Regions from separate parts of the Zea mays genome. Here all the other regions are linked to region 3. The links are chromatin contacts, called in public Hi-C maps. All regions are on one chromosome and are shown on one strand. Each heading gives the region's core, a stretch centred on a gene start, on an enhancer-like site or on the middle of the called end of the contact. The rest is flanking DNA. Distances are from core to core; before and after follow the strand shown. Region 1 holds the start of LOC100282246 (copper ion binding). Region 2 holds the start of LOC100501293. Region 3 holds the start of LOC100277281. Region 4 holds the start of LOC100273986.

Evidence for each region. A called contact is a pair of places that touch in the nucleus more often than the background predicts.
Region 1: a Hi-C map of bundle sheath shows a contact between it and region 3, with 4 times the contacts expected there. The contact joins the promoter of LOC100282246 here to the promoter of LOC100277281 in region 3. A contact is called at or near these places in 6 of 25 Hi-C or Micro-C datasets (bundle sheath, ear, endosperm and 2 more).
Region 2: a Hi-C map of leaf shows a contact between it and region 3, with 4 times the contacts expected there. The contact joins the promoter of LOC100501293 here to the promoter of LOC100277281 in region 3. A contact is called at or near these places in 7 of 25 Hi-C or Micro-C datasets (bundle sheath, ear, endosperm and 2 more).
Region 4: a Hi-C map of leaf shows a contact between it and region 3, with 6 times the contacts expected there. The contact joins the promoter of LOC100273986 here to the promoter of LOC100277281 in region 3. A contact is called at or near these places in 2 of 25 Hi-C or Micro-C datasets (ear and leaf).

What each region holds. Positions count from the first base shown.
Region 1 is chr8:138,666,652-138,674,587 of Zm-B73-REFERENCE-NAM-5.0, reverse strand. It overlaps LOC100282246 (copper ion binding), which reads right to left and starts at 3,097. Exons shown (of 2, transcript NM_001155158.2): 1 at 2,917-3,097; 2 at 1,310-2,124. The coding sequence starts at 2,110. The coding sequence ends at 1,565. It overlaps LOC100280256 (Ankyrin-1), which reads left to right and starts at 3,139. Exons shown (of 13, transcript NM_001361035.1): 1 at 3,139-3,268; 2 at 3,373-3,435; 3 at 3,538-3,711; 4 at 3,905-4,036; 5 at 4,152-4,291; 6 at 4,999-5,085; 7 at 5,897-6,022; 8 at 6,203-6,355; 9 at 6,477-6,530; 10 at 6,715-6,816; 11 at 6,973-7,143; 12 at 7,226-7,305; 13 at 7,421-7,851. The coding sequence starts at 3,241. The coding sequence ends at 7,481.
Region 2 is chr8:138,774,498-138,781,652 of Zm-B73-REFERENCE-NAM-5.0, reverse strand. LOC100501293 reads left to right here and starts at 3,754. Exons shown (of 9, transcript NM_001362594.1): 1 at 3,754-4,262; 2 at 4,914-5,446; 3 at 5,542-5,667; 4 at 5,860-5,959; 5 at 6,086-6,150; 6 at 6,257-6,359; 7 at 6,437-6,575; 8 at 6,666-6,880; 9 at 6,962-7,155. The coding sequence starts at 3,840.
Region 3 is chr8:138,918,824-138,925,714 of Zm-B73-REFERENCE-NAM-5.0, reverse strand. It overlaps LOC100277281, which reads right to left and starts at 1,524. Exons shown (of 4, transcript NM_001150894.2): 1 at 1,392-1,524; 2 at 529-748. The coding sequence starts at 716.
Region 4 is chr8:139,155,979-139,163,127 of Zm-B73-REFERENCE-NAM-5.0, reverse strand. LOC100273986 reads right to left here and starts at 2,035. Exons shown (of 11, transcript NM_001148372.1): 1 at 1,630-2,035; 2 at 1,456-1,536. The coding sequence starts at 1,890.

The sequences.
Region 1 (7,936 bases), core at 1,848-4,347, 250 kb after region 3:
CTGCTTGATCTTTCATTAATTGAATGCTTGATCTTTCATTAATTGAAGGGATACATTTATATAGCTGAGATAGCAGCCTTTTAACAAACTAACAAACCTTATCTAAGATCTAACAAACTAATGTTTATCTATCTAAACTCTATCCAAGACTAACAAACTAATGTTTATCCATCCAAACAAAGCTGAACTAAGGTCCTAGGCGCCACTTCTAGCCACTTGGCGAAGCTGATATGTGATGCAACATATATATGTTTGATTTACAAAAAAAGGAAGACTAAGTGTCGACTTCTTAGAGATCCTTGGTTGCAAAATAATAAGAGAACCTTTTTTAAGGAAAAAAAGCCACCTTGCTTGGTCATCACCATTCTCAGACTTTCAGAGTTCTAAAAGTAGGCACCACTAGGGTATCTCATGGGAGATAAACAGGACAACATATTTTCTAAAGCCAACGAGGATATAATAATAACATTGGTCCAATTGAACAATTAATCCATCAATTGACCAGAAATATATTTTGTTTCGATCAAAAGAATATAAACTCTGTTTTACACATTTGCACCTGCTTTACACATGGCAATGGCAGTATACAGACATAAACTCTGTTTCAAAACAAACTAAGGGCAGAAGCAAAGATCCTATCTAGTAACAGAATACATTCTACTCTTTGGGTCAGCAAGGTAACTGAACAGATATATGTTCTAGCTGCAAAAAGAAAATGCAGAATAAGTTGTGATTTCTTAGAGATCCTTAGTTGCAAAAAATGAAACACCTATTTTTTTTAGTTGCCTGGCTAGCACCATTCTCAGACTTCCAGAGTTCTAAAAAGCACTCATCACTAACGTGCAAAGCACAAGAATGAAAAGCATTGTGCAAATAGGTACTTCAGACAAATTCTGTGTTTCAAAAGAAAATGTGCAGCTAAAGCAAAAATTGAAGTACTAGAATATGTTTAATTCATTGGATCAGCAAGCAAAAGTAGAAACAATATATATGTTCAATTTGCAGAAAAGAAAATGTCAACTTTTTAAAGATATTTCTTGCCTGCTTGGCACCAATCTCAGACTTGAGAGTTATCACTAGCGTTTCTCTCATAGGAGATAAGCAGGACAGTATTTCCTATTAGCACAAGAGAAGATAATAATATTGATCCACTTGGAACAGAATTCTACAGCCCATGGACTGAATGAAATACAAAATAGCAGTGCTGGCACGGAAAATAGGTAAACAGAGGCATCATGCACACAAGAGTACGACAATAGCACAATAATGACACCATAGAACACAGCAAAAATCTGCAGCGTGGCTAGTGGATACCAATCCAACACAAGATCAATATATATTTCAGAAAAAACCTTTGCACCAGCAACTTGATATACCAATTTTAACAAACATATGCAATATCGCTAAGCTCAAGGTGCGCTGCCTCAGGTAGCCCAGTGCAGTGGCATTAGAAATCTACAGTGGGTCCCATGAAAATCCTTGGTTATTTGAATTGCCTCAAAAGATAAAAAACAGAGTCCGCGTATCAGCTCGCCCCAACTCACAAAGCTTCACGGACTACATACTAATCAGCTTTTGCGGCAGTACTTTTGATGGCCATGAGAGCACATGCCTCAAATCTCTTGACTGCTTCAGCACACTTGAGCGGGTCCTTTGTATTGGTCTTGTAACACTCAAGGCAGCCTGCCCTCTCCTGGGTGCAGGGCATGGGTTTCTGGTATGGTAGCTTGAACTCCTTGTCGTGCAGCTCCTTTGCTCTCTTGCTGAGCTCTTGGCGTGCCCCAGTTTCCTGGTTCTCCAGCTTCTTGAGAAGCGCCTCACTTTCTTTCAGGACGGAACGAATGGCTTCCACCTCCGGCATTGTGGCCGGGGGTGGCGGGGGAGCAGGGGTCACTGGCAGAAACATAGGGGGAGGCTGCAGAGGCCACCCAGGAGCAGTAGCAAGGCTTGTCGTCTTTGGTTCTCTCGGGAATTCCAGGGGCTCTTCATGTGGCTGGACGGTGGGCTTCTTCTTAGGCTTGGGCTTCCTGGCTTTCCGTTTTACCTTCTCGTCATCACGAGCAAGCTGGTCAATGAGCTTGGTGCTAATCTGGATTGTGTAGTCACCCATTGCAGAGATATGGCCTGCACCAATAGCAAGTGTATCAATGGGCACATGCACCTTTCTAGAATGCTGATAATTGCAACCAAAATGTGGATTGTTGAATGGTAGGTGTGTTTTCACTGGATTTGTACTTGGTTAGAAGCACATCAAACACACAACGGTTTCACTATAAGTGATTGGGTGCACACCCGTTTTTTTGGCAAAAATCCAATCCAAGTTAGCAGTGGGCATGGGAAAATTCTACATGTGCACCACGTAAATAAACTTTAATTATTAGATCGGATCCAAATACAAACAGGAGTGTGTTACGCAACCCATTACGCTCTATGAGAGAGCGTGATCTCGCCTGCCCCACCACCGGCCAGCGGCTCCATTGAGCCAGCCGAGCCGCCCACCATACCACCTCCGCCCTCCTCTAATCCCAATCGAAGAGCAAGCTCCACGCCTTCGCCTGCCCAGCTCAATCAAATGTCCAGCGACGCCCGATCGGCGGTGCCCCGCCGTCTCGCTCGCTGACAGTCGAACCACCACCACCGCTGGGCCCCCTTCCCCTTCTAAGGCCACCGGGTATGGAGTCCCCCGGGAATCCAAGCCCCAAGCCCCTAATCCCGAAACCCTAACCGGTGAGCTCGTCTCCGGCGACGACGGTAGAGTAGGAAGGTACGGGCCACGAGGTCTCGTCCGAATGCGGCGGCGCGCGTTTCGCGATCCGTCGCTCAATAGAGTTTGCGATGCGAATAGCTTAGGCTAGGGTTTGGGTGCTCGGTTTCGCACAGCAGGAACGGGGGGAGTACAGCAGAGGATGGGCGTACCTGGCGGGTGCTCGTCGCCGAAGAAGACTTCCCACGACTTCCTGGCACCTGGCGGCGGCGGTCGGCGCGCGCGAGAGAAGGGCGGACGCCGGAGGATGGATACGAGGAAAAGGGAAAGAATAGAGGAGGCACAGGTTGACCACGGCAGGGGCACAGGGCTCCGATAAAGAGGCCCGGCCCGGCCCGGCCCGGCCTGAGTCCACTCTTCTTCTGCCTTCCCGACTCTACCTGACTTCGCCCGCTCTGAGAAATTCACTCTCACCACCACCGCGCCGCCTCCACTCCCCCCACCCCCGGTCTGAAACCCAAGCTTCCGCTTCTCTCATGGCCGACGCCACCGCCGCCCTCTCAGGTACGTAGCTTTTACTGGATCCAACAAAAACAACCCCCGCTTCTCGCTCTCTCTCAGTTTGGTTAACTCCCCCCTCCCCCTCTTGGAATTGGATACCTTGGCAGCTCGGAGCAAGGTGCAGGCTTTCCTGGAGGCTGCGCGCGCCGGCGACCTCCAATCCCTCAAGAGTACGTCCCGGTCCGATTTCAAGATTCGATTGTCCTCCTCCATTAAATCAACTCCTCACCGCCACCGTATTTGCCATCTTCGCACCCGGTGCTGATTTGCAGACCTCGTCGCGGCGCTCGACGAGGACGGCACGGGCGCCGCCTCCGTCGCCGCCGCCGTGCGCGACGCCAACAAGCGCACCGCCCTCCACTTCGCGGCGATCGGATGTCGCACCGACGTCTGTGAATTCCTCATCGGCGAGCTCGGCCTCCCTGTCGACCCAAAGGACGATGATGGTTGGTACCTTCCAGAGTACCAGACTAATACCACATTTGCACTTTGCTTTGCTTTTCATCTATAATGTCTGTATATACTGCACTAAACTGCATCCCAATGGCCAATACAACACAAACACCATCAGTATGCGATATGCCTAGTGTAGTATCATGCGTTGTACCATCTCATCTGTATACTCCTCATCCTCCCCAGGCGAAACTCCGCTCATCCATGCGACACGCCAGGGCCATCTGGACACTGTCAAGTATCTTCTCGACCATGGAGCTGATCCTTCGGTGGCCACCAGCCTAGGAGCCACAGCGCTACACCATGCTGCAGGCATAGGTACCATAACATTACATGCATGGCCTCTGTGTGCTCGCCCCCTTCCGCACCACCGCCACTCCATCAGTCAATAATCACCAAATCATGTATACCAACATCTCTTTTTCTTGAGCAGGGAACACGGAACTCATGAAGCTTCTCCTCTCCAAGGGAGTTGACGTCGAGTCAGAAAGTGATGCTGGCACTCCCCTTGTGTGGGCTGCTGGTCATGGCAACCAGGATGCTGTCAAACTTCTGCTTCAACACAATGCTAAGGTACCGTACCTCTTACATGTAGTATATAGTATGAATCTCAGTTTTTTATTGTTTTTTCAAAACATCCTGTCTACATATTCAGTTTAGCATGAAGCATTAGGCTAGCTCAGCTTTGTAACGCTTCGGATGCTGTCTATTCACCTCATTACTTATCTCCATGACCATTTGAACCAACGACTACAAAAAACATGCAGCAATAATCTCTTTCTTTCCTTTTTTGTGTTTGGTTCAGAGAACAATAGAAGAGGCCCTTAGTTCGCTACTAAGCATATTGAAATAGTGTTCAAAACTTACAAGATCGGAACAAATACGAAGCCGACAGATATAATGGGACTAATATAAATGTCAAAGACAATCAATTAATTGTCGTGTTGGCCAGCCAGTATGTGCAGCAAATGTTACTTATGAACCTTTGCCTTTTCCAGACTTGTATGTGTCATTAGTGACATTATTCATCTCAATGTTTTCAAGTTGGAAGACTTGCTAGTCGTTCTGGCTGACCGACATGTTTGAGTGCTTCAAGCCACTACACAAGATATGCATATGTTTCTCTGGACCTGGGATGTGCCAATCTGGAAGCATAATAATTATCATGATTCCTGAGTCTGGCATAAATTCATTTAGGCTTCCTTTGACGTTGTAAATAGGTTAATTCTTTGTATAGATATTTTTTCAGCCATGTAAATATGTTAATTCTTTTTTTGCAGCCAAATACTGAAAACGATGATGGTGTCACAGCATTGTTATCTGCTGTTGCTGCAGGTTCCCTCCCATGCTTGGAGGTCCTAATTGAGGTCCGTAGTTTAATTTGATGAATAAAACACCTGTATTTCCCCCTGCTATATCTTTTTACTTCATGCTGTGTCCTATGCCCTTGGGATTTATAGGAATACACACATAAATAAAATTAAGCATGTTTCTTGTTCCTTTATTTTTCAGTCTTGCTTATATTATGTAATGCAAACTGTGATGCTTGTTTGCCAGCAAAAGGAGTTTCAAGGAAAAAAAAGCTGAAATGCTTAGTTGACTGATACACGCAACACAATATTGTTCTATGTACTTAGTTAGCCCCCCTTTGGTAGCGCTCTTTCTGCTCGCTGCCGCTCCAGCTCCGCTCCCCATCCGAAAAAACACCGTTTAGCAGTGCTTTTTCGTTGGCTCTGGCTCCAGCTCGACGGAGATGCAGGCACAGGCGAAGAGTGCGGCGTGAAAGAGGGCCCCGCAGAGGGCAGGCAGGCATAAAGGGACCCCAACAGGCCCTATGGCGACCTTGCCTTCTTCACCAATGGCTGAGAGGGTGCAGGCTGAGAAGGGTAGCACAGCGGAGAGGGCCGGGACAGATGGAGAAGGTCTTGCATGTCGAGATTGGCACGGGCGAGGTGCATTGAGAGCAGGGTTTTTTGCTCCCCACCTGCAATGCAAAACGGATGGAGCTGGAGGAGGAGCGCTTCCTGGACAAAGCGGCAGGAAAGGAGGCGTGTGGTAGTGCTCTCTGGATTCTCATGAGGAGCGGAGCTGTAGAAGTGCTGCCAAAGGGGCCATTACTAATACCTTGTATCATCTATGACTTCACCTCAGAAACTAACCGAATAATATGCAATGTAGGCTGGTGCAAACCCAAATGTCAAGGCTGGTGGAGCAACCCCATTGCATATTGCTGCAGATAGTGGAAATATAGAAGTCATCAAATGTTTGCTTAAAGCTGGAGCTGACCCAAATACCTGTGATGATGTAAGTTTTATTTGATTGTAATAAAACTAGTGTCATAATGAAATTTCAATATCAGGTCCATGCTATGTGTTGACCTGTTTTAAATATCCATAAAGATGCAACAATCTTTTGGTCTTTGTATCCGGACCATGCCAATAAACACCGGACACAACTTGATTGCCATGTGATTTTCTACCTCAGGATGAATTGAAGCCAGTTCAGGTTGCTGCTTGGAGAAATAACCGTGAAGCTGTTGAACTTCTTTTACCGTTAACATCCCCAATTCCAGGTGTTTCAAACTGGAACGTAGATGGGATTATAGAACACATGCTCCCTAAAGAGTATGAGGAAAAGGTGCCGCTTGAATCGCCATTTTTTTTCCTATTTTGGGTTGTCATAGCATCCATAAATCACTAACCGAAAAAGGAAGAAGGAAAGCTCTTAGTGTCTGCTAACTGTTGAACAAACTTTGCAGTCTCAACTGAAGGAAGCGGCATCTCTGAAATCAGGCCTAACACAAACTATTGAGGTATGTCATGCACTTGTTACATAGTGTTGGTGTCAGCCCGAGCCTGTATTATATTAAATGGCAGCCAATACATATACATGTATTAGGGCATAATCAGGGGTAGGCCTTAAATAGAGGCAGATCTGATTTAATTGTTGAGGTTAGCTGAAAATTGGAATCTGACATTAGTTAATTTGATGTGCAGGTGTCATCTGAAGCAAAAAAGAGGTCCTTGGAAGCCAAATCAAGAGGTGATGATGCCTTCAGAAGAAAGGACTACCTTGTAGCGGTGGATGCTTATACGCAGGTAACTAATATGGAATGGCTTTTCCGCATAGACAGAGCCCGACAAATGGAGCTCTGGAATTGTAGATCCAGCTGTTATTCTTCATGTCCACCAGAGTGCTGTTAGTTTAGAGAGCCACGGGAGACTAATGTATGATGGTATGGATTTACATTTCAGGCTACAGAGTTGGACCCAACTGATGCAACAGTGCTCTCAAACAGAAGCCTGTGCTGGCTGCGGGCAGGGCAAGCTGAGCGTGCTCTGGAGGACGCCAAAGCATGCCGTGCATTGAGACCAGATTGGGCGAAAGCCTGCTACAGGGAAGGTGCGGCGCATCGTCTGTTACAGGTATGCATGCGAGGCTTTGTGATGTGACACCTGGTTCTGGTTTGTGTTTCGACGATGACTGGTTGGTTTATGATCCTGGCAGAGGTTTGAGGAAGCCGCAAACGCCTTCTATGAGGGGGTGCAGCTTGAGCCGGAGAACACGGAGCTCGTCAACGCATTCAGGTGGGAAGCATCATTCCCTAGCTCGTAAAGAAGATGCATTTTTCTGTTCTATTAGCGTGCTGTGCTTGTGCTTAAGTTAAGACCTTTTGGTGACGTTGATGAAACAAACATACAGGGAGGCCATCGAAGCCGGGAGGAAGTTCCATGGCGTCAACACGCCAAACTCAACACAATGAGACTTTGCTGTTTGGTTGGATAGGTAGATGATGAAGCGGATGGACATGAACGTTGTCTTAGTTGGAAGTTGGTGAGATGATGAATGAGATGATAATGAAATTTGAAAGAGCGAATTTGCAGATTTATTTTGTGTTTTGTGATTGTTTTCTTAAACTTGTTTTCTTGCGTCGTCCCGGACTCCCGGTCCATGTGTGCTCTTTCTTGAATTGCATTTTAATCAGTGTTAGGGTCTGGGTGATTTAGCTGGGAAAGGGAGAAGATATGCTAGGGCTATGGAAAACAGATCGTGCATATGGTGATGATGCAAAACGATGTTTACAGTGTGAAGTTTAAAATAGGAGATGTGAATAAGTAAGCTATTGGAGACAATATTATAGAGACTATTTGAGACACCTTTTTCCTGTAGAGCTTTTCTAAGAATTTGGATTCTTGGATAATTTAGTTGTCATGAGAA
Region 2 (7,155 bases), core at 2,505-5,004, 150 kb after region 3:
TGAGTATGTCAACTAGATGACTTGGAATGTTGCTTGGACTCCCACACCTTGAAGTGGCCGGTTGGGGTGGTATTTATAGCCACCATCCAATTTTGTAGCCGTTGGAGAAGCTGCTGGCGATGGGCGCACCGGACAGTCCGGTGCACACCGGACATGTCCGGTGCGCCAGCCACGTCATCCTATCCGTTAAGATTGGAGCTGGTCGACCGTTGGAGGCTTTGTCCTCATGAGGCACCGGACAGTCCGGTGCAGCACCGGACAGTCCGGTGCCCCTCTGACTTCTGCTCTGACACTCTGAATTCAACTGTACACTTTGCAGAGTCGACCGTTGCGCGCAGATGACCGTTGCTCCGCTGGCACACCGGACAGTCCGGTGAATTTTAGCGGAGCGACCTCCCACTTTCCCGAAGCTGGCCAGTTCAGAGCCGCTTCACTCTGGAGCACCGGACACTGTTCGGTGGTGCACCGGACAGTCCGGTGAATTATAGTGGGCTGCGCCTGAGAAACCCGAAGGTGAAGAGTTTGAAGGCAATCCTCCCTGGTGCACCGGACACGGTCCGGTGGTGCACCGGACACTGTCCGGTGGCACACCGGACAGTCCGGTGCGCCATACCAGGGAGCACTTCGGTTTCTCTTTGCTCCTTTCTTTTGAACCTTGTCTTGTTCTTTTTATTGGTTTTGAGTTGAATCTTTGGCACCTGTAGAACATGTAATCTAGAGCAAACTAATTAGTCCAATTGTTTGTGTTGGACATTCAACCACCAAAATCATTTAGGAAAAGGTTTAAAGCCTATTTCCCTTTCAATCTTCGTCCTTTGCACGCGTTAGTATGGGACACAACTCCGTTAACAAGTAAAACGTCTCGTTCCCAACCAAATCTCCGTCTGGTTGCGCTTTTCATCTGCGGAGCTCGCTATCGTTGTTTCCAACCATGGTACAGACAAAGTGTTTCCTTCTTTATCATGTAAACATCCTTCTTTATTTGCAAAAATGTAAAAGGCGAGAGGTTTGCCACAGTACAGAGGCAGTGTATCATACAACTGTATTTGCAAGTGCACTCGGGTTCACAAGTTTTATTTATGAGGGCTATGTCGTCTCATACAGAGAATGCTCTTCTTGCTCTACCATCAACCCAGAATAAAGTTCTTCAAGTGGCCATTGTCATCCACCTTGACCTCACAAAAAAATTCAGGATCCTCTTCTTGTTTCTTATGAAAATACACCAAAGTTGATTCCACATCCATACCAATGAGTTTTTGCCTTGCAGATGCTATCTCATTACTAACATCCTTTCTTTTGAACTTTAGGTTGCTCATACCACCATGCAAAGCACCCAAATACTGATGTATCTTTGAGGTCTCAATATTTTGGGCACGCATATCTTCAATGACTTCCTTATCCGCATCTTCCATTGATCGGTGAGAGCGAAGGTTTCTTATCTTTGAAGGAGATGTGACCATAAGATGGTTATGGTTATCATAAAAAACACTAACTCGCCACACTCCATCCTCCAATGCCACTCTAAGACGTGCTTTGCAACCGGTTCGGGTGAGAGCAACCTCCTTTTGGGGCTTTGTTGATTTCCTGTAGTCTGCATTAATTTTACAGCTTCCTTGACACCTTTAGAAAATCCTGCCTTGGAGCAAAACCACAATCTAGATGTGATTACCCCTGATTTCGATGTTGTATGTGTAGTGGCACGAATACTAAACCCTTTATTGAAGGCATATTTATTATAGAATCTCTTTGCTTCGTTCTGTGAAGAAAATTCTTTTCCCACAAATGGAGTCCACTGTAAATGCTCGTGTGGATCAATTATGTCGTCGTTGCCATCAACCGTGCTGGCCATGTTCAGTCCTATTAAAAAGAAATATCAAATTGATAGTCTCAAGTAGTAACAGGCTCAAGTAGTAACGCTGAAATCTGCAACCTTACAGAAACAATATATATAATTATATACGGGTGTGGGACTAAACCTAGAAGAATTTTTTTACGGACCCTACAAAGACTGCTTAAAAACAGAGGACTGAATCAACAACTGGACTAGGCTTACCTTATTGTGGATGCGCCATATTGATATGATCCTGCTGTGCTACACCTTCACCGGCTTCCATGGAGTGGATGCTGCACCACGCCTGGATGTTCCTCCGCTGCCTCAGTTGCCATGGCTGCAGAGAAGAGGAAACAACGATCGCAAACAGAGCGGATGAAAAGCGCAGCCAGACGGATATTTGGTTGGGAACGGTGCTGTTTTACTTGTTAACGGATTTGTGAGATCATGGGCCCCGCGCAATCTGCGGCAGCGGCGGGAGGCTAATCTACATCCAGCCATCGACTGCTCCATCGTGCGGCTGTGACCGTTTATAGCACAACAGACCAGTGCTATGTGTAGCAAACTAGCAACTCTCTCTCTCTATATATAAAGGTTTAGTTGGCTAGAGAAAGGAGAGAGAAAACATGAACCATTGTTCTTGTTACCTTAATCTACTACTTTCTTCTCTTCTTTGGTGCTTTGCCGAGAAATGCATCCGAGTCTCTCTAAGAAAGTGAGATGAGCGCTGTTGCTTGACCAATTACTGGTAGCAATAGATCATTTGAGTCTATGCGAAACTGAGATCAGCTGTTGCTTGACCAATTACCGGTAGCAACACAAGCACCCTGATATGTTGAGTTTTCATCAAAGGTACACAGGAACGAATCGATCAAATCAAATAATGGTTTGTTTGGAAGCACAAAGTCTTAAGAAACTGCTTTATAGAAACTATAGCGGTCCTAAACATACTAGTTTATAATCCAGTTTTTCTAAAATCAAGAAGTTACTATCCCCTAACTAAAACCAGCTTTTGTTTATTTCATCACACTATGTCTTCGTTGGTTTCATGAAATTTATATCTATTGGCACCGCTTTTTAAAAATACAGGAAAAATATGTTACTAATTAACATCCTCGGACTTTTTTCTTCATAAATCAGTTTCTAGAAATTAGAAATAGGAATAGTAACTAATTAAGAGCAACTCCAATAGTTCTCTAAAAGACTTCCTAAATCAATAATTTAGGTAGTTAACATAAAAACTATTCTCCAACAGTTCTCTAAATGAACTTTCTAAATTTAACAACTTGTCATCTAACCTCATTTTCTCTCTACATTTGGCAACCATTTAACAACTCCCTAAACAAAAATATTGACTGCATTATATAGTTTTTGTGACTTATTTTTTATGTGGATAGATACAAAACAAAATTACAACCTATATTTAGAGAACTATTGGAGAACTCACATTTTTTTACTCCAAAAGCCATTTAGCAACTTCTTAAATCTATGATTTAGAGAGCTAAAATTTACATAACTATTGGAGTTGCTCTAAAAAAACTGCGTTCGCTTCCCAACAGACGCTAGAATCGGAAGTATGGGCAAATGCGTCACTCCATCGGAGCCGCCCACTTGCCATGTCCTGATGTCCATATGGTATCTTCCCATTGGCGCTCACTTCCGGAAAGCCTTGATTCACGTTCAGGGATCCAACTTTTCAGTCACCGATCTGTGGGCCCCGGCCGTAAAAGGAATCTGTACCCCACCCGTTCCACCTCTTCCCGGCGAAAGTGGCGCCATGGGGGGAAACTGGTCTGGGAAGGAGAGTGGTGGCCGTGCCTGCCCTCCCCCCGCCCGGCCAGCGGCAAACCCAAAATTTGAACCCGCCGCTTCGACTGACTACTACCCCACCATCCAAAACCCCACTCCGGCCTCCGCCGTCATTTCCTCTCCCCGCCAATCCGCCACCATTTCCAGTTCCGACCGACCTCGAAACCCTAGCCCCCAGACCATCCCACTCGCAACCGCCATGCCGGACCTCCCCTGCGACGGCGATGGCGTCTGTATGGTCTGCCGCGTCGCATCCCCGCCGGAGGTCGACCTCCTCACCTGCTCCACCTGCACCACGCCCTGGCACTCTCCGTGCCTCTCCAAGCCCCCCGCCCTCGCCGACGCCGCCAGCTGGAGCTGCCCCGACTGCTCCCCCGACTCCGCTGCCGTCGCCGCTCCCTCGGGCCCCGCCAACACCCTGGTCGCCGCCATCCGCGCCATCGAGGCTGACCACACACTCTCCGACCAGGAGAAGGCGCGCCGCCGCCAGGCCCTCCTCACCGGCGACGCCCCCGACGGCGCGGACGACGATGACGACGAAGCGTCCGACGATGCCCTTGAGATCGTCGGCAAGAACTTCAGCTGCGTTTTCTGCATGAAGCTCCCTGAACGACCCGTCACGGTAACGTTTCCTCTCTCCCCATCTAACAGCAACCGCCGAATTGGCTTGTGGACTTTCCTTGCTTACTTCCTTCTTAATTGAACCTGTATTCGTACACTTCTTTCTTTAGTCCCAGTGCCGGGGGGGGGGGGGGGGGGGGGGGGAGGGGGAGGTTACAAATTTAGTCAAACTCAAAAAATCTTGACTAGCGTGGGTAACGTAGTGACAGTTATTTTGGGATGGAGCGAGTATATCCTTGTTTTCCGATCGGATTTTTTTTACCGTTCTGGAAGTACCTGCATAACGTTTATTCGCTATGTTCCTTCACCGGGAAGATTTGATTTACTCAAACTTACCAGATACCACGGATCATGCACTGTCTGTATGTAAGCTGTTTGCCTGATTGTTCTCAACAAAACCATTTAAGACTGGTTTAGTGACAAGGGAATTGGAGGTAATCCATGAGGGGGAAATCTCTTGCTATTTAAAATTGAATAGCAAGGGATTACCTCCCCATGGATCCCCTCCAATTTCCTTGTCACCAAACCAGCCCTTATTGTTTTGCTGTACTTTAGTTGGTAACATACTGTTAATCTCTTTAGGAGATGAATAACCATTTCACTCAATAATTGTTTATGCCAGTCCTAATCCATATATTCTTTTCTTTTGCAGACACCCTGTGGCCATAACTTCTGCTTGAAATGCTTCCAGAAGTGGATTCAAAATCAGAAGAGGACGTGTGGGAAATGTCGGGCGCAGATCCCGGCCAAAATGGCTGAGCAGCCAAGAATCAACTCCGCACTAGTCGAAGTTATCAGGATGGCTAAGATTTCAAAGAATCCTAACTCTGCTGGCTCAGCAGTTCCATATCACTATCTACGAAATGATGATAGGCCTGATAAGGCCTTTACAACTGACAGGGCTAAGAGGGCTGGAAAAGCAAACGCATCAAGTGGCCAGATCTTTGTGACTATTGCACCTGATCATTTTGGCCCCATTCTTGCAGAAAATGACCCCCGCAGGAATATGGGTGTTCGAGTCGGGGAAACATGGGAAGACCGACTTGAGTGCAGGCAATGGGGTGCTCACTTTCCTCATGTGGCTGGCATTGCTGGCCAGTCTACGCATGGTGCTCAATCAGTAGCCCTCTCAGGAGGGTATGAAGATGATGAAGACCATGGAGAGTGGTTTCTTTACACCGGAAGGTTTACTAATTTAATTACTTGCTGTTCTCTTTTTCATGATTGATCCTACATGTATTCTCCTGGTTGAAATGTCTGGAAAATTATATCTAATGCAGCGGTGGGAGGGATCTAAGTGGTAACAAGCGGACAAACAAGGAACAGTCATCTGATCAGAAATTTGAGAAGCTGAATGCTGCTTTACGCATTAGTTGCTTAAAGGGCTACCCTGTTAGGGTTGTACGGTATACTTTCTTTTGCCATATTTACACATAAAACAGCGAGGTTTGCCATGTTTCCTGTGTTGTCTTTCCTTGTCTATTTGCTTGTTTCTGGAATTCTTAAATATTGATGTTCTTGGGTGTTTTGACAGTCGTCTATATATGCTTCGTGTCCTCCAATTGCTGGACCTTTGTCTCACTATATTGTCTTAAAAGGTCGCACAAAGAGAAGCGGTCCTCATATGCTCCTGAATCTGGTGTGAGGTACGACGGGGTTTACAGGATTGAGAAGTGCTGGAGGAAGATTGGTATTCAGGTAACTTGGTTCATGTATTCAGATTGCACGTGTATCTATGCTTGCATATTATGCAGCTACTTATTAGCTAACAGTGGGCAAACATGTTGATATGTATTTACTCTTCTGTCTTTTTCTTTGCCATAGGGTAAGTTCAAGGTCTGCAGGTATCTCTTTGTACGCTGTGACAATGAACCAGCTCCTTGGACCAGGTTGGACAAAACACTTCGTGTCATCACTGTCACTGCTAGATTAGTTCTTGACCTTAAAGAAAAAAATGTGTGATCTTCCTGCTGACATCTGTACTGTGCTTTTTAGTGACGATCACGGTGACCGTCCAAGACCATTGCCAAAGATAAAGGAGCTGCAAGGTGCAACTGATATAACAGAGAGGAAAGGGCGCCCTTCATGGGATTATGATGTATGTACATCTGTTTCTTCTTTCAGTGTTACCATAATATGTTATGGAATATGGATGATTTGTATTCATTGTGATAGGATAAAGATGGCTGGAAATGGGTGGTGCCTCCGCCAGTCAGCAGGAAGCCTGTTCTATCTGGGGATCCTGAGACCGACAAGCAAATCCGTAGAGCAACAAAGCGTGTTCATTTGTCTGTTGCTGAAAGGCTGCTTAAAGGTTCATGCTCTTCCGATTTGATTTATTATTTAACTCTTGGGTTCATTTTATGATATTTTTGTGAAAGCATGGTGTTCCCTGTTCCTGCAGAATTTGCTTGTTCGATATGCCGGGCGGTGATTAAAGAACCACTTACGACTCCATGTGCCCACAACTTTTGCAAGACTTGTTTGCTTGGGGCATATGATAGCCAGTCTTCTATAAGGGAAAGAAGCCGTGGTGGTCGGACTCTAAGGGCACAGAAGATTGTGAAGACGTGCCCTTCTTGCCCAACTGACATCTGTGATTTTTTAGAGAATCCCCAGGTGTGTTGAAGTACTGAGTTTGTTGAAGCATATATATACTTTAGAGCGTGGAGTTGGTCACATGATATGCTTTTGTTTCAGATCAACCGAGAAATGATGGAGCTGATTGAGACTTTGCAACGCAAGGCTGTTGAAGAAGCCAAGATGACTTCAGATGATGCTGAGGAATGTGGTGATGGTGATTCGGAGGAAAATGATGGTGATTTGGTGAAGGGAGAGGATGTTAGTGGTTTGAATGAGGGAGAGCAAGACAGTGCAGACGCTGATGCTAATGT
Region 3 (6,891 bases), core at 275-2,774:
TTTCTGTTTTGTCGCCACATGTAACAGTGTCTGCTATGTCCGTTAATGCTCAGCTTGCGGCCCTCCAAGCCTATGTGAGCGTGGGTCTCTTGAAACATGTGACGTTACATTGCATGAAAAAGTCGGAGCAAAACAATAATAGTATCTGCTGCCCTTACTTGGAGCATACGCAAGAGACGAACTACCGATTGGCCGTCCAGATCTACCGAGTACGCAGACATTCAAAATTATGCAAACCTAAGCCCTACCAGGTGGCGCTCAAAATATAGCAATGATGAAAGTAAGTACATATAAACATGCAACATGTGGCCTACCAGTTGGCGCTAACAATCTAGCAGTGATGAACGTAAGTACATACAAGCATGCAACATATAGCCTACCAGTTGGCGCTGAAAATCTAGCAAGTATGCAGGCAGCAGGCATACATGAATATGCAACCTATGAGGCAGCTTCAGCAATTTGTAATTCAACATTAGTACGGTGCATGTAAGTACGTGGTGGATAGAGGAGAGTGAAGAAAGAACTAACCCATTGAGCTTGGGGCTATTGAGAACCGGTAGGCGAGAAGGGCGGCGAGGCAGAGGGCAGATGATGTCTATCCGAGGCGCAAGCTGCACATCTGTCTGCCAAAACCTAGACCTTCGGTCAGGCATTGCTTCAGCCCTGGAAAGCTGGTGAGTGGCTCCGGCGCCGAGCCTTGTCATGTAGGGATCCATGCCCTCGACAGACGTGATTTGTTGCACAGCGGCTGGATTGGAGAACAAAATTTCAGAGATGAACAGAGGAAAGCACAAATGAGGTATCAACTCAATCAGACAGGACCAGTCGTTTGACAGGTCAGATTACAGAAATGAACATAGACTTGCACCAGCTTAGTTTACAGATCTATTAAACTTCCAGGGTGTGGCCCCAGAACAACAGGTCGTGAGCAACAAAATACATGTCTTCGTATTTTATAAAAGCAGAAGACCTAGCTACCTCTTACTGATCCTCGTTTGCACAACTCATCTAACTAGTATGCACAAGACATTTATGATAAATTCTGCAAACACAAACTTGATACCGGCTCCATATATCCGCACATGATGAGATTACAAGCTAAAAATAATTCATAACACAAGATCGTATAAGCAGACTCATCGGTGGTCGGTGGTCATGGAAGGGCCCAGTCGAGGACATGGGTGAACAGCCGATAATTTTTGCAAAAGAATCCCAAGTTAATATTAGTCATGACGCTAGATGTATACCGCACAGAATTGCGACTGGATCAGATCCGAATAGGAATAGGCAAATAGCTTAAGCTAGGGTTTGGGAGCTCGGTTTCGCACAACAGGAATGTAAGGGAACTAGGGTAGGCAAAGGAAGCGAAGAGAACAGAAGGGTACGCATACCTGGTGGCTGCTCGGCGCCGGCGAAGACCTGGGCACCTGGTGTAGAGCGGCGACGGTCGCCCAGGCAGGCGTCGCAATGAGAAAAAGAAAAGAGAAAAGGAAGAGAGGGAGGAGAAGAGAGAGAGAGAGGGGTGAAGAAGGTCTGAAGGGAAAGGGAGGGTAGAAGAAACGGAAGGCGGGTGCAGAGGTGAGAACCTGGGCCTGGGCTGCCGATTCGTGTTTGGGCCGCAAGTTCGTTTTGGGTATACACAAGCCATCGATCCCTTCGTTTCTGCTGTGTCGAGCACCAACACTACGACTAAGCTGTCTCCTAAATTTCATCACCTAAATTAATATTTCTTATCAGCACACTCTAAAAGATTATGTCTTCTATATCTTTTCAGTGTCCTATCCCTAAATTTGATTCTTTATATCTACAGTGTTGACAGAATACATAAAGTACCATATTTATTCAATGTTTTTCATATATTTCAAATTGGTTCTAATGTATGACATTAAAATGATGAAATTAATAATTTTTCAATACTACAAGTTTTTGAACGAATACATATTATGCTGAAAAATGCTGAAAAATACCCACGTAAACTGTCCACCAAAAAAATCAAGATTTTTTATTGATTGTCTCCGCTCTCCGTATAATATTTTTTTGATTTGGCTAACTGATGTTATTGTTTACTTCATGCAATATGTCTTGGTACAACACGACCAATAAAGTGAGCGATTAGAAGAGAGATCACAACGACTGACTGAACGAACAGAAATTATAAAATGATATAATTCCACCATACGTAGACCAAATATGACAAAGTTTGTAAGCTCAAGTTTCTAAAATAAATCACATGAACTCAAACTTATAAAAAAGATAGATCAAAATATGGAGTGATTGCTAAAGTGAGACACCAATAAAAATTGAATGTGCTCCATATAAATTATGCTACTTCGTAGCAATTACTAACGTTTAAAACCAACAAATAACCTTTCATTTTACTGTTAGTGTGACAAATCATTGTTGCTCCATCCAATTCAGCAACTTCAAACACCATGGAGTCCATTACGTCAATGTAGTCTCAGAAACGACCTAATGCTTGCAAGAGCCAAGAACGTCGTGCCGTGCTTGGGCTGTAGCCTCGGCTCGTAGTGCTGGCTCGGTCCGACACGATTATATTTTTTATTTTACAAAAAATGTATATACGTATATACAATTTATTTTAATATTAAAAACATTTGAGTATGATGTTTTACTGGTTAGACAGCTTCACCCAGTGTCTCTCGCCCTTCTTCCATTAGGGCATGGGTTCAACCTCACCTCTTGCACCAATTTTTAACATTTTACGCTGATTTAATCAAATGGGCCGACGAGTTGGCCTGGCATAGTCAGTAGACCGACATGACGTGCTTGAGCCAGAGTTGTGGCCCGCGGGCGTCTACGTTGATTTAATCAAATGGCCTGCGGGCGTTTACGCTGATTTTACCCTTGTTTGTTTATTTGAGGTGAGTAAAGAAGGATGGCATATACTATTATTTTATTTACATAACCATGGGTAGTGGGTCTTTAACCAAAAAAATCTCAAATAAGCTACTCTTGAGGAGATTATGAGATTGTCATAATCTGGGCTTTAGATTATATAATCTGAACCTATAATCTAGGTGTTTGTTTACCTGATAGATGATTTGCGCTGGATTATATAATCTGGAGAGATTATAATCCGAAACAAACAAGGTCATAATCTCTAGTGTTATATCTATCTCTACTATATTAAAACTCCAGTTTCAACGGTCTTTTCACGTCATCTTTTTACAAATACCCCTCACATCTATTTCAAATTAACCTGTTGCACGCTCGTCCCCTCTACGCAACCAACATCCACGTCCCAAACCACTCCTCTACATATAGATGGTCAAACGGCGGCCCAGCATGGGTCCACTAGGCTCGACGCCCATGGGCTGCAGCTCCAGCCCAGGCACGACACACTAGTATGTTGACCGTGTCGGGCCGACCCGTTAGCCCGTCGAGTCATTTGGTTAAATCAGCGTAAACTGTTAAAAAACAGTGCATGAGGTGGGGTTCGAACCCATGCCCTGATGAAAGGACATAAGACATTGAGTGAAGCATTCTAACCAATAGAACATCATGCTCCGATGTTTTAATATTGAATATAAATCATACATATGCATAAACAATTTTTGTAAAATAAAATATATAATTGTACTGGGTCGGGCCAGCACTACGGGCCGAGGCTACGGACCAAGCACGACACGACGCTCGTGTCGGGCTGGCCCAGGCACTATTAAATGAGTCGTGCCTCGGGCCGGCCTGCCAAACACGGCTCATTTGACCATCTATTCCTCCGCACGATAATGACGGTCCTCGTCTCAGTTACCGCTACCTCATTTGTCATCCTGCTTCTTTTCTCTCTCCCCTCATGACTCCGCCTCCGCGCCACCTCATTCTCGGCAGAGGGCATGGGAACAGGCGCCTCTTCCCCGTATTCGTCCGACACCAGTCCCGACACCGACACGCGCAGTGGCTATTGCACGTCCACGAGGACGATTCACAACATGTGTGCACCATCATTTTCGTCGTTGTTGGACGCCCCGTTCGTCTTCTCGGCCTTCGCCCTATTCTTCCTCCCCAACCTACTGCCCCCGCCCACGGTCACAGCTGCGAGCCGATCGACGCTCGTCGACGCGGGTACGGTGCGAGTCAGTCTTGCTCCTAGCCTTTCTCCGTGCGTGCCGCCGAGGAGGACACAATGGCGCCTGCCACGCTTAGGTTATCTTGGCGATGAGGAGCCCAAGTCTGAGATATTGGACATCCAAGGCTCGTAGCGCAGCAGCAATCGACATATTGCTACGGAGTGGGTGGTGGTGTTGTGTTGCCTCGGTGGGTCCAGGGTTGGGAAGGCACTCGCATTCTCTCGCCTTTCTCGGACTGACACCTGGTGCGTGTGCCTCACGGTTTGGAGCTGCTCCGGCTGGGCTTCTTTCTCCGCTTGCGTGCTCTCTCCTTATATGTATCTAGCGATATACTACCTATGTCGCCTCCAGATGCTCAGGTCTTCATCGTGTCCTTCTCCAGCAACGAATATGTATGTCTGCCTCTTCCCTTCCCTTCCTACTCTACGAAACCTTAGAAGTGGGGGAGGCGAGGGATGAGGTCCCTGATTTTCTACCTATGGTACTCGTTCGATGGCTCGGCATCGCCTGTCTACATGGCCTTTCCCTTACCAAGATGTCGACTCGATATGCTTCTACCACTTCTATGTACTTATCACCCATCCTTCTATCATTGCAAAAATTATTGTGTTGTTCCTATGTTGTTTTGGGTGTTAGTTTTTTGTTATGCTAAGGACTGAACATAATTTGGGTGTGTTAATGCTTTATTTGTCGGCGTTTCGAAACCCGGGGGTCCCTGGACCGACGAGTAAATTGTCGTCGCGTGCCCCAGCCCAGATGGGTCGGCGCGAGACGGAGCGCGAAGGGGGGAGGAAGCCAGAGGGAGGGAGGCGTGAGAGGTGGAATCCCGCGGCCTTCGTGTTTGTCCCGCGCCCAGGTCGGGTGCGCTTGCAGTAGGGGGTTACAAGCGTCCACGCGGGAGGGAGCGAGTGGCCTAACGCGAGCGCCGTCCTGTCCTTCCCCGCGCGGCCAACCTTCTGTAAGAGGGCCCTGGTCCTTCCTTTTATAGGCGCAAGGAGAGGATCCAGGTGTACAATGGGGGGTGTAGCAGTGTGCTAACGTGTCTAGCGGAGGAGAGCTAGCGCCCTAAGTACATGCCATCGTGGCAGCGGGAGAGGTTTTGGCACCCGGTTCGTGTGGTGTCGTGGCCGTCGGAGGAGCGCCGGAGCCTGGCGGAAGGACAGCTGTCGGGGCTGTTGAGTCCTTGCTGACGTCCTCTTGCTTCCGTAAGGGGGCTGAGAGCCGCCGTCGTCATAGAGCGTGTGGGGCGCCATCATTACTCGTATAGCGGAGCGAGCCAGATGGGACGCCGATCATGTTCCCCGTAGCCTGAGTCAGCTTGGGGCAGGGTAATGATGGCGCCTCCTGTTGACGTGGTCGGTCCGTGCCCTAGGTTGGGCGAGGTGGAGGCTCCTCCGAGGTCGAGGTCGAGTCTGTCTTCCAAGGTCGAGGTCGAGTCCGAGCCCCCGGGTCAGACGAGGCGGAGACCGTCGGCTGATGCCAGGGCTGAGTCCGAGCCCTGGGGTCGGGCGAAGCGAAGTTCGTCGTCCTTCGGGGCTGAGCCCGAGTCCGAGCCCTGGGGTCGGGCGAAGCGGAGTTCGTCGTCTTCCGGGGCTGAGCCCAAGTCCGAGCCCTGGGGTCGGGCGGAGCGGAGTTCGTCGTCTTCCGGGGCCGAGCCCGAGTCCGAGCCCTGGGGTCAGGCAGAGCGGAGTTCGCCGTCTTCCGGGGCTGAGCCCAAGTCCGAGCCCTGGGGTCGGGCGGAGCGGAGTTCGCCGTCTTCCGGGGCTGAGCCCGAGTCCGAGCCTTGGGGTCGGGCGGAGCGGAGTTCCCTATGGCGCTTGAGGCCGGACTTGGCTGCTGTCAGCCTCACTCTATCGAGTGGCACAGCAGTCGGAGCGGCGCAGGCGGCGCTGTCCTCTTGTCAGACCGGTCAGTGGAGCGGCGAAGTGACTACGGTCACTTCGGCTCTGTCGACTAGAGGGCGTGCGTCAGGATAAAGGTGTCAGGCCACCTTTGCATTAAATGCCCCTGCAATTTGGTCAGTTGGCGTGGCGATTTGGCCAAGGTTGCTTCTTGGCGAAGACTGGGCCTCGGGCGAGCCGAAGGTATGCCCGTTGCTAGAGGGGGTCTTCGGGCGAGACGTAGATCCTCCGAGGTCGGCTGCCCTTGCCCGAGGCTGGGCTCGGGCGAGGCGTGATCGCGTCCCTCAAATGGATCGATCCTTGACTTAGTCGCACCCATCAGGCCTTTGCAGCTTTGTGCTAATGGGGGTTACCAGCTGAGATTTAGGAGTCTTGAGGGTACCCCTAATAATGGTCCCCGACAGTAGCCCCCGAGCCTCGAAGGGAGTGTTAATACTTGCTTGGAGGCTTTTGCCGCACTTTTTTGCAAGGGGACCAGCCTTTTTTGGTTGCACTTTGTTCCGGTGGGTGCGCGCGAGCGCACCCGCCGGGTGTAGCCCCCGAGGCCTCGGAGGAGTAGTTTGACTCCTTCGAGGTCTTAGTGCGTTTCACAACACTTCGGCTGGTCTGGTTGTTCCCTCATGCGAGCTGGCCGTAGCCTGGGTGCACGGTCGGGTCCCAAGTTCTGGGGCTGGTATGTTGATGCTGTCAACGGTTTGGCCGGAGCCGGGTTTGCGAGAGCAGCCACCGAGCCTCTGCACAGGGCGAGAGGACGGTCAAGGACAGACTCGACTTTTTTACATACGCCCCTGCGTCGCCTTTCCGCAAGGAGGAGGGGGGAAAGCGCCATGTTGCCCTCGGAGGGCGCCGAACATGGTGTCTTCGGTGAGCTGCTGGCGGGTAATCCGAGTGGACGCCCATGC
Region 4 (7,149 bases), core at 786-3,285, 240 kb before region 3:
AACGGTCAGAAACGATCGATAAACACTATAACCATTTTCGTCTTCATATTTTTTCCTCGAAAATGGAAACAAAAAAAGATAACTCCAGAAACAAAAAACAACATTGGTAATTCAGAAACATCATAAATGAATGTTTGATACAAAAAATACACTGGTCATGGTCAAAATCTAAAATATGATCTATAAAACATGTACCCTCATTTGACTTAAAAAAACCACATAAGTCATACATCCACATAGAAATTAGTAATAGTGTAAGGATTAAAGCATATCTCACAAAGCATTGAAACAAAAATCTCACAAATACAAGTGACAAACAATGTGCACACATACATATAGTCAGAAAGACACAAGTAAGTACCTCACAAAACAAAACTATCCGATTGAAAACACATCGATAGCCATTGAAAACCATAAATAATATCACACATTAAAATATGTAGTGTAGAACTAGATATATAACTTGACCCATTATGATATAAGTAATGATGTATAAGACATTTTAATACAATGTAGGAGGTCATAATCAATATAAGACAATGTAAAACTATAATAAAATCATCATCATATCTATACTTCTATACTACTATATTAAGAACCTAATGTGGGCACCTGTGCTACCACGGCTTCACCCTCCTCATGCCCAGCGCCCGCAAAAATTTGTGCAAAACGAGCACTCGAACCCACACCCCTCTGCTCCAGAAATTTGGGACTAACCACCAGACCACACATACCTTAGTGTTTAGGTATAAACAAAAATTATATTTGTAGCCTAGGCGCAGTCCACATGCTCCTCCGCCTCGTGGCAACGCACGGGCACATACCTAGTACTTAAATAAAGCACTAGCAAGTCTAGTAGCATATGACTATAACATATACGCAGCATACGCATTTCCGCAACACTAATTTACATATGCCGGCTTTTTGTGCTACACCATACAACATAGTAGGTCTAATTGTAAATCTCTTTCTCTTTGTAGCATCGATCCTAAATACCAGAAGGTATCCTTACTGAGCACTACTTGATCTTCCAAACTAGCATCTCCTTCCCCATGTGTACTAGTGTCAAAAAATCACATCTCATATATTTGGTTTTATTTCTAATGAGTCTAAAACATTTAGACTCTAGAGTCTCCCAGCGCAACTCTAGTTATCTATTGACTCCTACCCAACTTTCATCAACACCCTACATCTGCCAAAAAAAAAAGGATATTATCTCATTATATGTCCCTTGTCTCTTGTGTTTTGCAATTTCATTTTAGCTGTTATTTTTTTATTTCGAACATTGACACTATTAATTTGGCATTTCATAGTTCCTACATCTGGGTATTAGTAACCTAAATATAGGATCGCGCAAGTACTATGTTTGTTAGTTCTGCATCAAATTGAACACCACTCGGTATTTACACAGACTTATAATCTTATACAAGCATGGTGCCATCAAGAATTACGAACCTCCTGGTCGTCGGGCCGGCACACAGTCTCATCGGGCTCCCTGGTGTTCTCGATCGTGCGGGGCACCTGCCTCTCCGGCGGCTGCAAACACCCGATTACCCTTAGCAATCAGAACCAAACCAAAAACTGCAAGCTCTACAGGTGGTGTGGACAGTTCGAAGAGTGCTGGCTTGCCTGCTCGCCGAGCTCTTCGGCGCGGCGGGCGGCCTGGCCGCGCTCGCGGGCGAGCGCGCGCTTCTGGGCCTTCTTCTCTCGCTTAAGCTTGGCGTGCACCTCGCGGCGCTTGTCCTTGTTCTTGATCTGCGACGGCAGTATCGCCTCCGCCTTCTCCTTCCTGGCCTTCTTGCCCTTCCGCCCGCTCCTCCCCTCACCCTCGTCGCCCGGAGGCGGCGCCGCGTCGGCAGGAGGCTGCTTCCGCTTATTCTCCTTCACCATCGCCGGCGGGGGTTGCTGTAGTTTCCGCAGCGAGGGTTTAAGCGGCGGCGGCGGCGGCGGCGGCTAGGGTTAAGGGATAGAAGGCGGGAACGTTGGCGGCGGTGGCTCGCTCGAGTGGGAGACGGGAGGAAAGGGAATGAATAACCTGGGCCTCGGAATATCAAGGCCTAACGTACAGGTGTACATTTGGTCCCCCGGCCCGGCCCGGCCCGGCCCTCCAAGTCTGTAATGTTTAAATTTTGGGTTGGTTCGGTCTGTTTGAATTTTGCTCTGTGCTGGGCCTGTCCACGGGTCTAGTCTTTGGCCCATGGCATGGTCCGTAATTGCTTAAATGTGTCAGGCTTATTTCGAGCGGCCCGAAATTATAAAAGCTCAAAATTCATATTAAGGCTCGAAATTCAATTTTTGGCTCGAAATTCACATCAGAGTTAATAAAACAAATAAAAAATAAGATAAATACATTTGACCAAAAGCAAACTTAATATTTGTATTAAGTTACCAGAGCTATGCAATGACTACCTCGTTTACTAGAGCTATGGGGTGAGCAACACGTTCAATGTTGCTGACATCTTACCATATACAAGTGAAGACACTTCAGAGTCGAGGACGACTCCTTTTCAAGGGGAGGAGGATGATACGACCACAACATTAAGCAACATGTTACAACCCCAAAGCATACTACATCAACTCAAGTACAACCAACATCATCACCAACTCAAGTCTTTGATGGACCAATTACACGTAGCCGAGCTAAGAAGCTACAGCAAGAGGTGTACGCGCTACTTTATGAATTTCAATTAAACACTAATGAGAAATTTATGCTACCTAAGTCATGTATGTTGATATTACTTAGGTTCACCAAAGAGGAAGGACAAAACATATCAAACGCGAATCAGCAAGAAGAGTTATGTCCGAGTCAGTCCAGCGCTACAGAACCGTCCAAAAGAAACAGTCATATCTTTTGATTCCCAAAAGCTATGAAGGCCCATAAGTACTTTTTGGAAAGCTCTTGAAGTCTAGTTTCCAATGCTTCTAAGGCCGACTTAATCAAATCTACCATAAAGGCAGCCGACCTACTTTAGTGCTGACTGGTCAGAAGGTCAACAGTCTGTTTGATGACCAAGTTTTCGTATTAAACTGCATCATTCTACGAAGTTTCATTAAGCATGGTATACATGGTGAGAAATCTTATCAAGTCAGCTTTCCAACGCATCTAGCCCCACGTCATTTGAAGATTCCTAGAAGAAGTTATTGTCAAAATACTGAAGGCTGCGCAGAAGTCAAACAGCCACACGGAAATCAGCTCTGCAGATCTCCCGAAGAGGCTCCTTCACATTAGCACGTGAAAATACTTTTGTTTCGTGTTTATACCTCGCTAAGGCTGGTTATTACTAGTATAAATACCCCCTATGTCTATGATGTAAGGTAGCTTTTGATAATCTAAAATAGAACCCTTTGTTCAGTTGTGTGCTAACAAATATTGAGAGTGATCTCTACCCCTTTGCTCTTGTGAATTGCTTCGCGGGATTGCAAAAGCGGCGGCTTCATCCGCTCCCAAGTGGTGCTCCTACTCCCTTCGAGGTCTCCTCGATTGGTTGTAGGTTGTGTTGGTTGGTTCTTTGAGAGTGTGGTTGGGCGAATCCTCGATTCAGGCTGCCTGTTAAAGACGGTGGTTGGCTTCGAGTTTTATTTGTCAGGTTGCACTAGTTATCGCTGCTTGCAGCAAGTTATCTTGGCTTCTTTGAAGCTAGTTATCTGAAGATTGATCCTACGTCGTGAAGATCGGGCATCGTGACGCATCATCTGGTATCAAAGCCTCAGTTGTCACGGTAGGATTCTTTACCCTTAGCTACATATATTTTGTGTTCGTCCTATCCACCAAAAGCCATAAAATATTTTGCCATAGCCCTTTGTTTCAATCTGTTGTTCCAGTGAGTTTTGTTAAGTTTCAGTCCTTAGAATCTTTGTTTAGTTGATGGTCACTCTATCCTTTGTGTTTCCTTTGAGCCTCTTATATATATCTGAAAATATCCACAAAAAGAAAAAACTGAAAACCCTCATCATTTCCTTCGCGTTAACTTTGATCCTATTTAAGTTATAGCTGCTGGTTGAGTTCTTTGTTTAGTATTATAAAATGTGCAATATCCTATCAGAACTCTGTGTTTAGTTCTATAAAAAAAGTGTCAAAAAGTGTTGAACAAGATTGTGAAAGAAAAGTAGAACAATCAGTTTGTTTATGTGCACAAGTGCTGAAAGTTTTATCAAGTTGTTCAACCAGTTTGCTATTGTCATTTGGTGCAAAATTTTGGTTGGATCTGATTGCAACACTTGCATTCCAATCATACTCCTTGTCTGCATCAAATCTGAAATTTCTTGCGCGTGTGTTTGATCTATTTACATCACTCGTATCTTGTGGTCAGCACTAGGCAGGGAACTTCTAGTTGGATGATTATTTAACTTTACAACAATTAGGATTCAGATTGCATCCCTTGTTTATTATTCCCCACCAAGCTCCACATATAAGCCATCGTAATCGGTACTCTAGTCTTGTATTCGTTTAACCGCCACTTTCTTGTTACCACCACACATTTTCTTGCAACCCGCAGGGAACTCATAAGAGCTTTGGTTGGTAAGAGTGGTGAGGTTGTGAGATTCTATATAGCTTCATATTCCACCTATATTTGTTGCCTTGTCGCCACTAATTTCGCAGGAAGATGGATCCCAACGTTGAGATTGAAGAATGTGTCACCATGATACAATTCAATGAGCTCAAACAAAGCATAAAAGCCAAGCAAGATCTGTTGGCACAAGATCTTCAGACACTTATGGCTGAAATCAGAGGTCGTCGTCGACTCCCTGATGGTGTAAGAAACCATGGTGAAGATGGGGAAGAAGGTGAAGGAAATTATTCTAGAAGAGCAAGTGAACATGGGAGGAGAAATCAAGGTGCTGCACGTGGTAGAGGAAGAGGCCGGAATCGAAGAAATGATGACAATGAGGAATCTGAATTTGGGAATGATGATGATCAGTCCCAACATCGATATGGTCGTCGTCATCATAGAGGCATCAACCAAGAAGAGAGATTTGGAAAACTTAAGTTTACCATACCAAAATTTGATGGTAGATCTGATCCTGAAGATTATTTCACATGGGAATTGAAGGTGGAGAAAATCTTTCACCTACATAATTATTCAGAGGAGAAGAAACTTGCAATGACATCTCTTAAGTTTGAAGGATATGCCTTGATTTGGTGGGAGCAACTTCTTCGTGACCGTGAAGAAGATGGAGAGGACCCTATTATTACTTGGCAAGAGATGAAGCGAGAAATGAGAATTCGTTTTGTGCCGAAGCATTATCGGCGTGATCTTTTTGATAAATTGCAGAATTTGAGGCAAGGAAGTTTCTCTGTTGAGGAGTATTATAAGGAGATGGAGAAGGCCATGATAAGAGCCAATGTGTATGAAGACGAAGAGCAAACCATTGCACGTTTCATGGCTGGGTTACACCACAACATTCAGCATATTGTTGAGTTTCAGTCGTACCAAAGTCTTATTGATTTGGTACATCAAGCCACCAAGGCTGAACGCCAGCTGCAACAAGATGCTAAGAGCAGCAAGCCCTTGTCATATGGTGCACGAACCATGACTGGAGGAAGCAAATCGATCTCAAGGTTTACCGCTACATCCTCAGCGACAAAAGGTTCAACTGGAGGCTTGCGATCCAATATTCAAGGCAATTCTAGTGGAAAGAACGGTGCTGCTCCAAACACGAGTTATAAACCAGCAGCATCCACTTCAACATCAGTGGGTTCAACAGCCAAGAGTAGTGGTATTTAGTGCTTCAAGTGTGGAGGTCGTGGTCATGTCATAAAGGAGTGTCCAAATAATCGTGTGATCCTTATGACTGATGATGGAGAATATACATCAGCTAGTGAAGAGGAAGCTGAAGTAGGAAATGAAGATGACATTGATAAATCTGGAGAACATACGGGATGTGAATTTGAGCATGGTACTACTCTTGTGGTTACACAAATCTTGAGTGTTCAAATGAAAGAAGCTGAAATTGGACAGCGACATAATCTTTTTCAAACGCGAGCAAAAGTGCAAGACAAAGTAGTAAAGGTGATCATTGATGGAGGGAGCTGCCATAATCTTGCAAGTCGTGAGATGGTTGAAAAGCTTGGTTTGAAGTTGCAGCGACACTGTTGGGGACTTGTTCTTAAATGCTAAGAGTTAAGAACAAGGCAACATGAAGAGTGTTAAATGTTAAAATCCTTCGTCCTTCAAGACATTATGTCCTTTCGGATATAATGAATTCTGGACGAAGGTTATGAAGGAAAAGACCTTCGTGACTTCGATAGATAACAAGGAAGAATACATGTATGAAATACGAATAATAATACAGATATTATCATCAACTTATTTTTATTTGCATTATCAAATTTATAATGACAAATTACAAATGTACCTCCGGATTGATGAAAAGTAAAGGTACAGGCGTGATGCGAAAAGCAAATGCCAAGTCAGCGTGAACAGTACGGGAGTACTGTTCATCTATTTATAGGCACGGGACGCAGCCCGTGTAGAATTACATTAATGCCCTTTACATTTATCAATAACTCTATAGTAATTCTTTGAGGTCTAATTTGGCTTTTCATCTTTAAGTCGGTTCCCCTTTTCTGCTGTCATGCCGAAGCTTTTCTGCGCATAGCTTCATGATCATCTTATCCTTCGTCACGATCGCCTTCCGTCCTACTCAAGCTTCGTCTTGACCATACTCTTGTATACTCGTGACCCGATTCCGAAGATACATGTTCACACATTTCACTTGGAAAACATTGTCAAATCATGTTTTTGAGGACCTACGGAAGCCGAAGGCCCCCAACAGACACCCTCATCCATATCATGTCCAATGGTTGAATGAATCGGGAGATATCAAGATTGGTTATAAGGTGAAAGTTCCGTTCAAGATTGGAGAGTACATTGACACGGTGGAGTGCGATGTTGCACCCATGTCTGTTTGTCACATGCTGCTAGGAAGACCTTGGCAATATGACCGATATTCTTAGCATTGTGGAAGAACAAATCAATACACACTAGATCTGAAAGGGAGAAGTTTGTACTCAAGCCTATGACCCCTCAACAAATCATGGTTGAACATTTACAAAAGAAAACTGAAATTAGTGCAGCAAGTAGAGGAGGAGAAGAGCAAAAGAAATTGAGTGCCATCCACAATTCGGTGAGCGAGTGCTACAAGCCA